Regions from separate parts of the Mus musculus genome. Here all the other regions are linked to region 1. Evidence: chromatin contacts called from public HiChIP or PLAC-seq and promoter capture Hi-C data. All regions are on one chromosome and are shown on one strand. The core of a region is the stretch at or near the end of the contact, and the rest is flanking DNA. Distances in the headings are between cores, read along the strand shown.

Region 1 (3,693 bases), core at 434-2,933:
GGGCAGGTTCCTCACATGTCAGGAGTCACTTTCCATAAACATCAAAGAACCACTCGTCTTGCCATACTGAAACTAACAAAGTTGTCTTACCAAAGGCTTCCCACCAGATCTCAGTGTGACTAACAGCATTACTGTAGAAGCAGCTGCTGAAACTACCATGATACACATTAGAAATAAAGGAGAAAGTGAGAAGTGTTAAACTGTGCCTTTATTAGAAAGAATTTTCTATGGAATCTGGAATCATGAAGTGAGTCTCAAGAGTCTTGCCACAGTCTGGTGTCTTCGCGGCTGAGGCAGCCATCTTGCCCTGCTAGGATTTAAATATTCCAGAGTCTTCCCCTCCCTTTGCTTTGACTTTGTGCACAGTGAGAGAAAAATGGACACTGAAGGGTCCGCTTCAGACCCCATTCAAAGTACTTGCAAAGCACCTGGTCTGTTGGGTGACCACTGCCATCGCCCTGGCTCCAGCTGCTCCTGGAAGATCCCTGTAAGTCCGGCTTCAAGTAGTGGACACATTTTATCCCCAACCCTGGTATCTGAGAGAGGGAAAGCCCAGCCATGGAGGAACACAGCTTTTCTCAAAGGACAATGGGTTGTGTGGCTTTTCCTACCCTCAAAACAGAGCTAGCCTGCCATCTAGTGGCGAATCACAGCAAGTGCCTAAAATCTCAAGCACTCTTCACACGCTAGTCTTTTTTTTTTCGTTCCAGGCTATTCCACAAAGCTTCAACCTTTTTTTTCTGTTTTGCCCTCTGAAGCTTCCCGTACCTGCCTGTCATTCTTTTCCTTCTCCAGAGTGCCAGGCAAGGGCCTTCTAGTTCAATACAAAAATTCAATGCTAGCTCGCCGAGAGAGATTTCCCGAAACACTCGAACTTTCCCTTATCTCTATGGGACCACTTATAGCCCAAGCTCTTCTAACGCAGCCTTTAGTAGCCCTCTTCCTAACCTAATGATGCTCCCCTCTGCATCGGCCCATGGGAAGAAGGGACCACTTGTGTTTCAGAGATGACTGCATAAGACAGTAGAAATGGGAACACGAGAGCACATGGCTGACAGAACCAATCCATTCAGAAACAGCTCGCCCTTACTCAACGGTCTCGCTATCTACAGCCCCTCCATACCCCCACACTACTCTTGAGACAATCTAGAATACCGTACCCTTTACTCGCAGTAACTAGTAACTCGGCATAAATGTTCACCAGCTGGGGAATTGACAAAGCAAATTGTGGTATGTACATTTAATGAAATTCTGTTCGGCAACAAAAAGAAACCAAGACAAAGATAGCAATAATAAAATCTGATCGAGCTGTACAAGAGCTGCTAATTACATTCGCTTTTTTAAAATTGGGATTGACAGAGGGAGAGAGAGAAAGAGAGGAAGAAAAGAAGTCAGACGACGAAGAGATCTTTGGCCACCAAAAGCCTGGCTCCACGGAAGAACCAGCGGCGCGCCCGCTGTCTCCTGCCTGAAGTTGCTTAACCTAGACGCCAGGGGGCGATGAGGATGCGGGAACGGGAACGCTTACTGAGGACAAGGGCGCAATGGCCAGGGGCCAGGGCGAGGTACTCGGAAGACTGTGCGGTGACTCGGTGGGGGGTCGGGCTCAGCGCAAAGGGGCGGGACTCACTAGCTAGGGGCGGGGCGCAGCCGAGGGCGGGGCGAAGCCGGAGGGTGGGACTCAGTGGCTTGAGAAGCCCGCACGGGCGCAGGGGGCGGGGCGCAGCGGGTGCACACGCGGGCGCCGGCGCGGCTGAGCTCAGGGTCGCCATGGCGGAGGTGCAGCAACTCCGAGTGCAGGAGGCTGTGGACGCCATGGTGAAAAGTGTGGAGAGAGAGAACATCCGGAAGATGCAGGTAGCGGCGCGGTCCGGCGCCCAAACGGGATTGGAAACTCGGGCGGGGGTGGCGCGGTGACGTTCGAGCTCCGGGCCTCGCGTGGGGCGGTTTCCTCCCACCTGGCCTCGGTGACGAGCGTTCGGCCGCCCCTGAGGTGATCTGGCGCGAGGCTCGGAGGGACCGGCCCAGGAGAACCACCAGACCGAAATCCCTTCGGGCCGTCCTGCGCTGATTTAGATGCCACGAACCCTGAACGCCCGTGAGCGTGGGCCCCGTCTCCCTCACCCTACTGGCCTCGCTTAACTTCACCCCTTAATCACCCTCTACTGTTTCGATCGCCTTGTGGGGCGTTGACTAGCCAGGCCGACCTCTGAACTCTGCTACAGAAATACAAAAACTGATTTTCAGAACGTGGTTTCTTCCGGTTCAGTCTTGGGTACATTATCTTATCAGTGAGCTCATAGCAGCACACAGGGTCTCTTTTAACCCAGGTTGACTTCCAACCCCCGATCTTCCTGCCTTCACCTTTGGAGTGCGAGGATTACAGGCATGGGCCACCACCCTGGCTTTGTGCTGTGCGGAATGGAACGCAAGGCTTTCTTAGAACTAGCAAGCGCGCTCCCAAGAACATATATCCCCATCCTACAAATGTTAGGCCTGGTAACCGTCCCAGTCTTACGAAGTCCTGATGATACGGCGGGAAAAATAAAACAAAACAGGTAGAGAAGCATGGCCTCCAAGGCCTTGTCCTTCGAGAGCTGTCCTCAGAGTCTTTCCAGTCTCACCAGGCTCTGTCTTCGCTCCCCAGGGCCTCATGTTCCGGTGCAGCGCCAACTGCTGTGAAGACACCCAAGCATCTATGCAGCAGGTGCACCAATGCATCGAGCGCTGCCATGCGCCTCTGGCTCAAGCCCAGGCTCTGGTCACCAGCGAGCTGGAAAGGTTCCAGGTCAGGAATGCCTCACAGCTCCCAAGTCCTTGAACAGCAGCTCCTTGGCAGGGGATGAGAAACACTCGTTCTGCCTTAGGTCCTGTCAACACTGGTGGGAGCCCTGGTGTCCGTGAGGGTTGATATTCTGGAAGAAGCCCTGGGTGTGCTGTTAAGTTGTGCTATATTTGCCACAGAAACAGTAATATAAAAGAAAGTTACCAAGGGGGTTTCTAACCAAGCACCTTTATGCCTTTTTGATGTACCAAATACAATCTATGTTGTGTTGTATAAAATTCCTTAAAATGTATATTAATTTGGGGCTGTAGAGATGACTCAGCATTTAAGAGTACTAGCTGCTTTTCCAGAGATTCAGTTCCTAGTACCCACCTAAATGGTGGCTCACAGTTATCTGTAATTCCAGTCATAAGTGATCTGAAGCCCTCTTTGGCCCTCTGCGGGCACTGCACAAATGTGGTGCACAGACATTATATTTAGGCAAACACATAAAAAATAAAATCTCAAAAACAAAAGCTATGGAGCTGAAGAAATGGCTCAGCAGTTAAGAGCACGGGTTGTTCTTCAGAGTCAGGTTCAATTCCCAGCACCCACACGGCAGCTCACAGCTGTCTGTAATCTCAGTTCCATAGGACCGGACACCCTCACACAAACATACGTTCAGGGAAAACACCAATGCATATTAAAAAAAAAAAGTAAAGGTATAAACTTACTTTAGTTATTAATTTTTCTCTGATTGTTTCATACAGGTAATGTATTTTAATAATTTTCTATCTCCCCATGCTTTCTTAGATACCTTCCAACAGGTCTTCCTGAGTTATTTTGTTTTGTTTTGTTTGTTTTTCCCCTTTTGGGGGGTGTGTGGTTTTGTTTGTTTGTTTGTTTGTTTGTTTGTTTCTAAACAGGAT
Region 2 (3,693 bases), core at 724-3,223, 990 kb before region 1:
AGGAGAGAAGCCAGGGGAGGGAGGATGAAGTCAGGTCACAGCCCTGCCTGGAATGTGCCCAGGTCTATCCCACCCCAGCCACAGTGGGCCAGCCAGGAAAGCCCTTCCCTAGTCATGTTTTGGAAAAAAGAAAAAATTGCTCAAGGTCAGATCCTTTCTATTCAAAGCCTGCTTTCCTCTTCGTCTGCACCAGGCTGAAGGCTCATCCCTCTCCAGCAAGCCTTCTTTGACTTACTCAAAACCAGCAAACCTTGCCTAGCAGTTCTCCTACGGAGGGACACCACTCTGCACCCATTCTCTGGGACCCCACCCAGGAGGCTTAGAAATTAACTGGCCCAAGCAAGCCACAGCAGGTGGTCAGCCCTGGGGACTGACTTCTACATGGTCCCTGGCCCAAACAGGAAAAGGTGATCCAAGTCTTAGGTCTTTTATTTTGTTTATTTGGTTTGGTCTTCAAGGCAGGGTTTCTCTGTGTAGCCTGGCTGGCCTGGAATACAGAAATACACACAGCTCTGTCTCTCAAATGATGGCGTTAAAGGTGTGTGCCACCACAGCAAAGACAAATCTTAGGTTTTGATCTTAACCCTACAAAGGACACACTCTGACAAAATAAATGTTTAACCTCCTACCCTTCCCAGGCTTTGGTGTCTCTGGCCTTTGAACCCAGCATTGGGGAGGCAGAGACAGTAGAATCTCTGAGTTCAAAGGCAGCCAGGTCTACATAGCATGTTCCAGGACAGACAGCGCTACGTAGAAAGACCCTGTCTCGAAACAAAACAAAACAATAAGAACTTTTCCTATCCTTTCTAGAGAAAATAATCCGGAGAACTGAGGGCATTATAACCACTGTCCCACTGACCCAAGCTGATTCAAATGTACCCTTCTTTACTCCGAGGTGGGCCAATGCTCTCAGTCCTGGTACCCTAAGACAGAGTCACAGAGTACGTCTATACGGTGAGGTGTATCCCTGAACGTTCAAAGGCCAAGTGTCCTGTGTAACCCCTGGGAAGGCTGGGGTGTCTCCCTTCAATCTTGCCTTGGAAGATAACACCTCACCTTCCTGCTTCTACAAGGTGAGACTTCCTCTCCACTACCTACAGGCTAGTCACCTCTTTGAGGAAAAGAAGGCAGACCCTGAAGTCTTTAAATTTCCCTTCTTGAATTCCCACAGCCTCAGAATCCCATTCCGAACTTTCCTTGGCCATGTACTGCCAACGCTTGGTCACTACACCAACTCCATCAGGCCTTCCAGGCCCACCAGGCTGCTGGGGAGACAGTCAGGGGGAATTGGGGAGGGCAGAAGGCTGAATGAGAAGTAACAAACAGTATACGGGTTTGTGTCCTTGAGTGGGAGGACCGGGTCCAGACGTCCCAACCAGCCCCGCCCGGTTAGGCCTTCAACCGTTTTTGTCCCTGCTCCCAGCGCCCCAGACTCACTGCGTGTGCTGGGCGCGGCCTGCGCGGAAGACCTCGTCCAGAGCTACGGTTGCCCGGCCCAGAAACTTGTCCACGCCGATGAGTGAGCGATGCATGGTGGTGAGCACGAGCTCGCAGGCGGCGTTGGGGCCGGAGGCCCAGGGCGCAGGGCCCGCATCTGCCTCCTGTGCCCGCAGCAGGCCGTCCAGGGCTCCAGGCGGTAGCTCGAACGAACACTCTTCGCACCATTCCGGGCAGCCTTGCGTCTTCTCCACTACCGAGGTGCTGTACTTCTCTCGGCCCACCTGGATCACCGTGTACGCGTCGCTGGTGCTGCCGGCGCCCGAGCTCTTGCCCCTCAACCCGCTGGCCCGCAGCACGGTCACCTGGACATGCGTGGGCAGCCAGCGGGAGGATCCGGCCGCCGGCTCAGGGTCCCGCACCAGAGCCATGGCGGACCCTGGGACAGAGTGACAGACGTGGCAGCCGCGGGATGCTGTCAGGAGCCGGCTCCCCCGCGCCGCCTGCAGCGCACCGACCGCCGCAGCTGCGGGCTGGCCTGGGCCAAGCGGGCCGCCGCCTCCCCGCCGCCCCGCCTCCCGGGCGGCCGGCCGCCCCGCGACGTCACGCCCCGCCTAGGCCCAGGCCAGGCCCCGCCCCCAGTTCCACCAGCATATAGCTGCCTAAGAGCTAAAGAAACCCAGAGAGGGGCGCGGCCTCTGCAAAGATGTGGGCGGGGCTTTCTCACTGGCCCAGCCCCTCTGGGGGAACCTCAAGCTCCCGCTGCTCTTCTAAAAGGTGACCGGTGCAGAAGGGCGCGGCCTCTGCGTGTGTTGGGGGAGAGGATTGAGATCTGGCCATGCCTTAATCACGACCGGATTCGCTTGTGCACAGTGCGGAACTGCAAAGGAAGAAATGGAGGGGGCTAGGGACGAAGGCCGCTTGCAGCCTCTGCAGAGAGGTGGGCGTGGTTACCACCATGGCCCCGCCCCGTTTAGGCAGCGACTCCAAGCTAGAGAGCCGAACCTCTCTGCATAACTATCCACCGCGCTCTACCTGGACAGTGTCAGGGTTTTCTGCAAGCTCCTGTACTCCTGAAAGCCCTCGCTGCTTCGAAGATCCATTCTGCTCGGCGTGGATTTGAGGGTAGATAAGATGCCTACTCTAGAGACCCCCTAAATCGCACATGCGCTCCCATTTTCAACTCTCTACATATATGTGATGACCTAGAGCCGCCGCTGGGAAATCACTGGAGTGGGACTTAAAACAATCTTTTTCTGCTTTGATTTTTCCCCCACTCCCTTTTTTTTTTTTTTTTTTTTTTTTGGAAACGGAGTCTCTTCTGGCTCTCCTGGAACCTGCTATGTAGATTACGGCTCGAATTGTTAAATTCCTGCCTCCACTGAGTGCTGGGATTAAAGGCGTGCCCACTGGTTTTAAAACTTTTGTGTGGCCAGGTGTAGTAGTGCTCACCTTTAATCCCAGCACTTCCACTTGGGAGGCAGAGGAGGAAAGATCTTTTTGAGTTTGAGACCAGCCTGGTCTACATAGTGAGTTCCAGGCTAGCTAAAACATTAGCCTTATATACAAACAAGGCAAACAGGGCCTTGTTGGTAGTAGACAAGCATTCTACCACAGGACTAATCTTCCACCTCTAAATCCATTCATACTTGCCTACTGTGTGTTGTGTTCTGAGAACTGCCAGCACACTTGTTTCATTATTAAGATAATGGTTAATAATTATGGATGCTGAATTTCAGCAAGAGTCGGCCAACAACTGACTCATGAGCTTTCTGTGCATGACCTCACTCATTCTTCAGAGCCACCCTATATGTGAATTTGGTTTCCCAGAAGGCAGAATTATAGGTTAGATAAATTTACCTAAGATGCATAACAAAGAAGCTGTTGTAGCACAGCCTATAATCCCAGGACTCTGAAGGCAAATTCAAGGCCAGCCTGGGCTACATGGTGAGCCTTTACTTTTTTCTGTTAACTTTCAGAGCCTACCCTTAAATTAGATTTTTTTTTTCAATTTTCAAGACAGAGCCTCTCTGTGTAACCTTGGATGTTGTGGAACTCTCTTTGTAAATCAGGCTGGCCTTGAACTCACAGAGATCCACCTGCCTCTGCCTCCCAAGGGTTGGGATTAAAGCCATGCATCACCACTGCCTGGCTTAGAATATTTTTTAATAATGTATGCATATATACTCAGGACAAAAACAAAACAGTAGGCAACAAGGTGTCTTCATTGCCACTAAACCTGACAACTTGAGTTCG
Region 3 (3,693 bases), core at 721-3,220, 930 kb before region 1:
AGAGGAATTCAGCCATAGTTGTCTATCTCCTTCAGGAACAACTGGTCCATTGTGTGTGTGCACACCCATTCATGTTCATCAGAGGCCAGAGGGTCTTAATTACCTTCTTTTCTTTTCCTTTTGAGTCAGGCTCTTCTGTTGAACATAGAGCTAGCCCACTTGACTAGGCTAGTTGGCTGGGGAGCCCATGGTGTCACCCTGCCTCTACCACCTCGACCCTAGGATTGATATCCTGTTATGTGGGCGCTGGGGATCAAACCCAGGTCCTCGTGCTATGTGGCAAACACAGCCACAATTGGCTCACTTAAAAAAAAAAGTCACTGCTGGGCAGTGGTGGCGCACGCCTATAATCCCAGCACTTGGGAGGCAGAGGCAGGCAGATTTCTGAGTTCAAGGCCAGCCTGGTCTGCAGAGTGAGTTCCAGGACAGCCAGGGCTACACAGAAAAACCCTGTCTCGAAAAACAAAAAGTCAAATTTAGGAGTCAGAGGCAGGTGGATCTCTGAGTTTGAGGCCAGCCTGGTCCACATAGAGCTTTGTGGGCATTGGTGGTGGTGGTGGTGGTGGTATATGCCTTTGATCCCAGCACTAGGGAGGCAGAGCTTTATTGAGTTTGAGTTCCGCCGCCTGTTCAGAGTGAGTTCCAGGACAGTCAAGGCTACACAGAGAAACATTGTATCAAATGCAATGCCCCCCTCCCCACCAAGAGAGAACTTGTCTTAAAAAAAAAAAGACAAAAACTCAATCACTTACTAAACAATTACTAAGTTATCTCCCCCACCCCCTAAAGTCACTATGAAACGATAGCAGAGCAGACACAGGTCCCCTGTCAACTGGAATAGTCAACTGGGACACAAAACAATAAAAGGTATAGTAGTCAGGTCTAGTTGCAGAAATAGACCTGTCCTCTCTCCCAGCCTCGTGTACATTCATTTTTTGTGTCTACTTAAGGGGTCCTCATATGTGAGGTCCATTTATTACTGCTCCATAAACCACACTCTGCAATGTCAAGAAAGTCCCCAACTACTCTGAGGCACTGATCCAACCTAGTTATTTATAGAAAAAGGAAATCATTTTTTCTTCTTTTTCTTTTTTAACTTTATGCATGTGATTGATTTGCCTTTATGTATCTATGTGCCTGCCTGGTGCCTGAGGAGGTTGGAAGAGGGGTCATCAGAGCCCCCAGAACTGGAGTTACAGATAGTTGGAAACCAGTATTGGAAACCAAACCAGGATCCTCGGCTAGAGTATCACGTGCATTTCTCTTTCAGACAGGTTTCATGTACTCACTACGTAGTTGAGGGTTGACCTTGAACTTCTGGTCCTCCCTGCCCTCACCTCCTGAATGCAGAGGTTATAGGCATAGTCGGAATGCTGGTTTTAAGCAGTGTTGTGGCTCAAAGTTCTGCACTCATGTGTTCAAAGCAAATCTCTCCCAAACATAGAATAAAAATGTTGCCACCAGAGGGAGGGAAAAATTTTAAACCGAGTGAGCCCAGCATCCAACCAGGATGGAGGGTCAAAGCAAAAATAAGACAGTCTTCTCTGGGTCTAAAAACTTTGTTCGGTGTTGGAGGTAATGACGAGGGGCTGCTTAAGCAGGAAGAGGGCTGCAAACTTTTGGCCAGCCTGGGATACATAGTGAGACCCTGTCTCAAACACCAGACAGTGGGAAGAGCAACTATGGACACTTAAGAACACAGCTAGGATAGGCTGGAGGGTGGGGGGTGGGGAGTAGGGGGTCTTCCCCTGAGCTACTCCATCAGCCGTCATTCATGCTGTCCATCCGACATAAGCTACCGAGTCAGACACAGTCTACCAGAAGTCCAAGCACAAAGTCAGGCCAGGTTCCACCCAATCAAGCAACCAAGACACCAAAAGCCTTGAATTGCTAGCCACGTCCCAGGGCGGGGTAAGGTGGGGAAGGGAGCGCTCGCTGGCTCTGTGGGCGGGGCCTCCCGGGACGGGGTCAAGGGTCAGAAGGCAGAGGCGTGCCCAAGATGGCGGCCTCCATGTGCGACGTGTTCTCCTTCTGCGTGGGCGTGGCGGACCGTGCCCGGGGTTCCGTGGAAGTCCGTTATGTGGACAGCATCAAGGTGAGGCCAGGTCGGACCGGGCCCGGAGAGCCACGCGGGGGAACCCACGCTCACATTCTGGAGTCCGGGCCCCTCGGCGCCAGTCTGGTTGCTGCTTGGGCCCGGGGTGCAGAGTCGGTCCTCGTGCCCAGGCTCGTGGCGATATCGCGCGGGGGGAGGGAGGAAAGCCCGGTCCACTGGCGGGTGGCCGTGCTGCTGCTGTCCTGGGTGGAGTTGAGGCTCTGGGTAGACCTGGGGTTGAGGGATATCCTGGGCCAGATTAAAGCCAAGGCTATCTTGGTTAGGCTGGGGCTTAGTTAGCTACTATTCTGGCGGTAGTGAGGGGAGTACTTAGCCGAGGGAACGGAGGTATGAAGCAGACTGGGCTCCCCAGCGACCCTTCTGACTAAGGTATGGGTGGAGACTTGGAAAGAGAGCTAGGGAACTTGGACCAGAACCTACACACCGAGCACTTCTCCTGAAGGGTTTTAAGCAAGAGAATGACATGATTTCGTGATTCGTATTATGGTTCTTTTTTGTTGCTTCTGTTGTTGTGCTTTTTGTTTTTGTTTTGTTTTGAGACGGGGTCTCATTTTGTAACTCCAGCAGTCCTAGAACTCACTATGTAAACCAGGCTGCTCTGCCTCACCAGTGCTGAGATTAAAGACTTGTGCCAGTATGATCGGCTCTATTAATCGTGTTTTATTCCCTGTAGAATAGAAAATTCACATAAGTAAAGGCAAAAAAAAAAAAAAAAAACACTCCAAATTGTTCTTGAGGCTGGACTTGAACTCATCTACCAACACCCAAGTGCTGGTTAATGGGCCTTGTGGCTGAAACACCCCACCTCCATCCCACGTTTTCTTTTAATACATGTTTTCAGTACATCTTTAGTATCAGCGGTCCCATTTCTACTTGGTTAAAGAGTTGATTGATAGCCGGGCGTGGTGGTGCACGCCTTTAATCCCAGCATTTGGGAGGCAGAGGCAGGCGGATTTGAGTTCAAGGCCAGCCTGGTCTAAAAACCTACAAACCCAAGGAGTTGATCAATAAGAGTTTTGGGGTGGGGGGCGCACTTCACTCAACCAAATCCTTCTGTATGGCTCCTTTATGTTGTATCTTCTCAGTCCTGAGAGCAAAGGTCTCTGCTGGCTTCGCTGCAGACAGGCTTTTGTTCTCTCTGGCACTGTTTTCTCACTAGGTGCCTTTGCCAGTTGATATATGCAAAATGCTATGGTTTTGACTTCATTTGCATTCCCCTGGGTAAAAGTCAGGTTAAATAATCATAATAACAACATGCATATCCTTGGTCCTTGACCCAAGATGTTGTCATTTGCTGTCAGCATCTCCATATCTGTCCAGGTTCCCATTTTAAGTTTCTCTTATCTTTCTGTTCCATAGGCATTGAGAGCAAGTACTCCTATCTGCCCATGGGTAGGAAGCTAGCTTGCTGGTCTCCTTTGTGTCCTTAGCTGCTCACATCCCCATTACCACCCAGAGCTGGTCCATCTGGGGGCCATCTGAGGTGTCTCAGATCAGTAATCCCTTTCATCACTTTTTTAGTCACCGTACTCCTCCCCTACCTTGGCCCAAACTCCCTTCTTCACTTCCTCCTCATT
Region 4 (3,693 bases), core at 747-3,246, 770 kb before region 1:
TCTGTTGCTATTTTTATTTGTTCTGACATTTTGCTGACTTTAGTTTACCTTAGCTTATTGGACATGTTTTAAAAAGTAACTTTAAAAACTTGTTTGCGTGTGTGCACAGATGTGCAGGTATGTGTAGGTGACCATGGAGGTCAGAAGAATGTGTAGGATTTCTTGGAGATGGAGTTAGAGTTGATTGTTACCATCCTTCAGCCCATGGGTGCTAGGAATTAAATTTAGGTCTTTTGGAAGTGTAGCAAACACTCAAAGGCTAGGCCAACTCTCCAGGCCCTATTTTTATTTAATCTATTGCTTTTGGGTGTTTGTGTGTGTATATGTGCCTTCACATATGCACACTTTTATTTGTGGAGATCAGAGGATAATTTACGGGAATCAGCTTCCTTCTATTATGTGGTTGTGGGTACCAGGATTGAACAATGTGTTGATCATGCTAAGTGAAAGTATCTTTACCTGATGAGTTATCACACCACCTCATTTATTTAGGGAAAGTATCATGTAGCCCAGGCTAGCCTCAAACTCACTAGCCAAGGATGGCTTTGAACTTCTGATTTTCCTGTTACCACATCTAAGTACTAGGATTATAGGACTGTATTACCACACTTTTAGTGTTTATATGGTGCTGGAGGTTGAACCCAGGGCTTTGTGTGTACTAGGCAAGCACTCTCCAACTGAGATACCTAAACAGTTTCTACTCTGATTCTTAATGTCTTGTTTGTTATTTAGCTCTCCTGGTTTTTCTTAATTCCTTATAAACTCAGATTTGCATATAAAAGTCACTAATTTTGCAACTTCTCTTGTTAATTTGTAGTAGATTCACTGTTTTGCTTCTAGATAGAAATTGATAAAGTGAATTTGGATTTTTTAAAAAAATGGATTTTTTTTAAAAGGCAGTTTTCATATTACCTTTTAACCAACAGAGGAGTTGCTTTTCAGCATTGCTGATTTCAGCAGCCCAAGGAGCTCCTCCCAGGTACTACACTCAGGTCTCAGGTGAAGCAGAAGTCTTAGGCTACAGAAAGGATTTTAGGATGGATCAGTGAGAAGTAGAGTTCATTATAAACAGTATACTCCAAGACTCCTGTGGGGAAGTTTCAAGAGAGACTCACACTAAATATCGTATCAATTTTCAAGTTATCTTGTTTAAAGGATGTAATGTATCAAACTTTAAAAGATTAAGTAAAATGTGCTGGGCGATTGATGGTGGGGAGTGTCTTTAATCCCAGCACTCTAGAGGTAGAGTCAGGAGGATCTCTGAGTTCCAGCTCAGGCTGGTCTACAGAGTGAGTTCTAGGACACCAAGGACCACACAAAGAAATCCTGTTTCAAAAAACAAAAACAGAAAGATGCAGTACAATGTTTTGGTATGCTTATTTTTTCTTTTTGAGACTATAATATAATTACATAATTTCTCTATTTCCTTTCTTCCTTCCAAACCCTCCCAAATACCCTCCTTGGGCCCTTTGAATTTATGGTCTCTTTTTTCATTAATTGTTCCATGCACGTGCATATATATATATATATATATATTTTAACAAGATCTTAAGTTATTTATGGGTGTTTTGTGAAGGTTTTCAGATGAATGCTAATAAGATAGATAAGGTCATATTTTTTTTCTGTCAACATGTCCCTTCTCATAGTGCGTCCGATTTGATTTGTATGCATGTACAATTATACATATGTAATATAAATAGGAAATTTAAATAATATAAATAGGAATTCCCCCAGAATTCACTGAAACAATGAAGTTTGTCTTACTGTACATGCACCCCAAACCAGTTCAGACCAGATCAGCCTCTCTTTTCTACCTGTCCAGATCCTTTGGGATTATACCTGAATAGAAAACAGTCCAGATCTGATTGTTAGGGGCAGAGAAGCTTGTACTATTGCTCAGAGTGAAGTGTGCATTCTGCCTAGTGTAGGTGGAGAGTAGAGGGTTCTGAGATTGCTAGGTGCATTGTTTGAGAGGGGTGTGAGTACATGCAGGATAAGGAACTAGACTCTCAGATACGTTAATACAAGGCTGTGTGTACATAATCCAAACCAAAGAGGTCTCAAGCCACTGAACTATTTCCTGTGTTTGCCTGCCTTATAATGGCTTTCCCCACACCCTCCTGTGAGGGAAGAGCAACAGGTCCACTCTTGAGAGTCTCTTGTGGGAAGTTACAGCTGCTTCTGATGAAGATGGTAGTGCTGCTATGCTTGGAGAATAGCATTTTATAACAGAATGAAAGCATTTTATAAAGTGAAAGGTGTTTTCTAGCATGGTTACTTTTGTTATTGTACATCACTTGGCTACATGTGCTTTTTGATTTTTAGGTTGTCCCACTGACTTGCCGTGTATGGCAGCAGTCATCATATCAAGATAATTCTAGAGCCCAGTTTTCCAACTCCAGTACAATGTTATTGGAAACAGGGGTCCGGTGGGGCTCTGAGGAGGATCAGGTAAATCTGGGGCAAATTCTTTTTCTTTTTACCAGTAGCATAAGAGATGTTGTAGTCATTTTCAGTGTCCTAATAGTGCTCATAATTTTATGTAGAACAGAAGCTCGTCCCTGCTCTCTCCATCTCAATAGTCTACGTTCTTTTAAGAGCATTGTAAAGGGCTTTGTATATGTGCATTATGTCTTGGGATACTTAGCATACAAGAAGTTAAAATATTCAAAATTACAAACTCATTACTTGATGGTAATTTATTTTATTTTAAGAGGAAAGGTGTCCATTTGCATTTTTTTGTCTGTTTTTTTTTTTCTTTTTTTGAGGCAGAGTTTCCTCTGTATAGCTCTGTATAGCAAGCAAGTTCCTGGAATTTGCTCTGTAGACTAGGCTGCCTTTGAACACTACCTGCCTCCCCAGTGCTGGGATTAAAGGTGTGTGCTACCACTACCCAGTTATCTATTTCCACTTTTAAAGAGCTAAGTTTTTTGATGTATAAAGAAATGTATTAAAGTGAACTGTTTTATCTATACAGTTTATCAGATGAGCTTTGAAAGATACAGTCACATACCACTATGGTTGAGACATATAGCTTAGGTATTATATACAAAAGATTATGAATACTATTTTTGTCATTGCCTTCTCTAGTCCCTGATGTTATAGCAAGCACCCTGTTGTTAGTGGCTTTGCCTTTTCAAAATTATAGTGTGAGGATTTTTAAAATCTGATTTTTTTTCCCTTTCTTTCTAAAATTAGCCTATGTTGCATGTGTCAGCTCTTTAATTTTCATTGTTAAATAATATTCTTTAAGGGTTTTTTGAGTAAACATGACTTTCTGTTGAGTAAATACCTAGGAGTAGATCAGCTAAATTATTTAATGGTATATTTAACTTTATAAGAATATGCTAAATTATTTTCTGAAGTACCTGTTCCCATTTTGCCCAAGGAATATTGTTGATAGGTTTGGAAATACTCAGTTTTTTGTCATGTACCAAATGTATTGATTTGACAATGAGAACTTAAATATAGTGTTAAGTGTCAGTGACTGCCTGGTACTAGGAGATGGGAGTGATCAGAAGAGAACGAGGAGGTTAATAGGGCAAGAAGGAACATAGAAGGAACAACTTTTTTTCAACTCTGGTGAGAATATTGTTAAATATGCTATGAGTAGACAGTAGTATTAATGTGTTGACTCAGTTAACGACCAACATCTTTTCCTTTAAAATTTTCCTTTCAGAGAACAGAGTCTTG

What was found. Promoter capture Hi-C pulls out the DNA fragments that hold promoters and counts their contacts. HiChIP or PLAC-seq counts read pairs in DNA pulled down with a chosen protein or histone mark.
Region 2: a promoter capture Hi-C map of pre-B cells shows a contact between it and region 1, with 5 times the contacts expected there. The contact joins the promoter of Rab11fip5 here to the promoter of Fam136a in region 1. A contact is called at or near these places in 6 of 39 promoter capture datasets (the 3T3-L1 cell line, cranial neural crest, hippocampal neurons and 2 more), 1 of 484 Hi-C or Micro-C datasets (CD8 T cells) and 3 of 115 datasets of contacts at active chromatin or transcription factors (bone marrow-derived macrophages and embryonic stem cells).
Region 3: a contact with region 1 is called in an HNF4G HiChIP or PLAC-seq map of pancreatic cancer cells. The contact joins the promoter of Smyd5 here to the promoter of Fam136a in region 1. A contact is called at or near these places in 5 of 39 promoter capture datasets (the 3T3-L1 cell line, 3T3-L1-derived adipocytes, the C10 cell line and 1 more), 2 of 484 Hi-C or Micro-C datasets (B cells and CD4 T cells), 6 of 115 datasets of contacts at active chromatin or transcription factors (the NIH/3T3 cell line, bone marrow-derived macrophages, embryonic forebrain and 3 more) and 2 of 9 other capture datasets (embryonic stem cells and liver).
Region 4: a promoter capture Hi-C map of the C10 cell line shows a contact between it and region 1, with 5 times the contacts expected there. The contact joins the enhancer-like site here to the promoter of Fam136a in region 1. A contact is called at or near these places in 12 of 39 promoter capture datasets (the 3T3-L1 cell line, 3T3-L1-derived adipocytes, the C10 cell line and 7 more), 1 of 15 datasets of contacts at CTCF or cohesin (pro-B cells), 5 of 484 Hi-C or Micro-C datasets (B cells, CD4 T cells and embryonic stem cells), 10 of 115 datasets of contacts at active chromatin or transcription factors (the 230-238 cell line, astrocytes, bone marrow-derived macrophages and 7 more) and 1 of 9 other capture datasets (embryonic stem cells).

Annotation. Positions count from the first base shown.
Region 1 is chr6:86,363,963-86,367,655 of GRCm38.p6, forward strand. It overlaps Fam136a (family with sequence similarity 136, member A), which reads left to right and starts at 1,684. Exons shown (of 3, transcript NM_025591.3): 1 at 1,684-1,857; 2 at 2,648-2,788. The coding sequence starts at 1,771.
Region 2 is chr6:85,372,661-85,376,353 of GRCm38.p6, forward strand. It overlaps Rab11fip5 (RAB11 family interacting protein 5 (class I)), which reads right to left and starts at 1,974. Exons shown (of 6, transcript NM_001003955.2): 1 at 1,438-1,974. The coding sequence starts at 1,868. It overlaps 4933423K11Rik (a long non-coding RNA gene), which reads left to right and starts at 2,194. Exons shown (of 4, transcript XR_869208.2): 1 at 2,194-2,562.
Region 3 is chr6:85,430,006-85,433,698 of GRCm38.p6, forward strand. Smyd5 (SET and MYND domain containing 5) reads left to right here and starts at 1,971. Exons shown (of 13, transcript NM_144918.2): 1 at 1,971-2,095. The coding sequence starts at 2,000.
Region 4 is chr6:85,597,520-85,601,212 of GRCm38.p6, forward strand. It overlaps Alms1 (ALMS1, centrosome and basal body associated), which reads left to right. Exons shown (of 23, transcript NM_145223.2): 2 at 2,326-2,451; 3 at 3,680-3,693. Among named protein-coding and RNA genes, the nearest start is that of Alms1, 12 kb to the left of the region's middle. Within about 2 kb of position 1,997, at least 3 of the 459 cell types and tissues checked have an H3K27ac peak or open chromatin away from gene starts, as enhancers often do.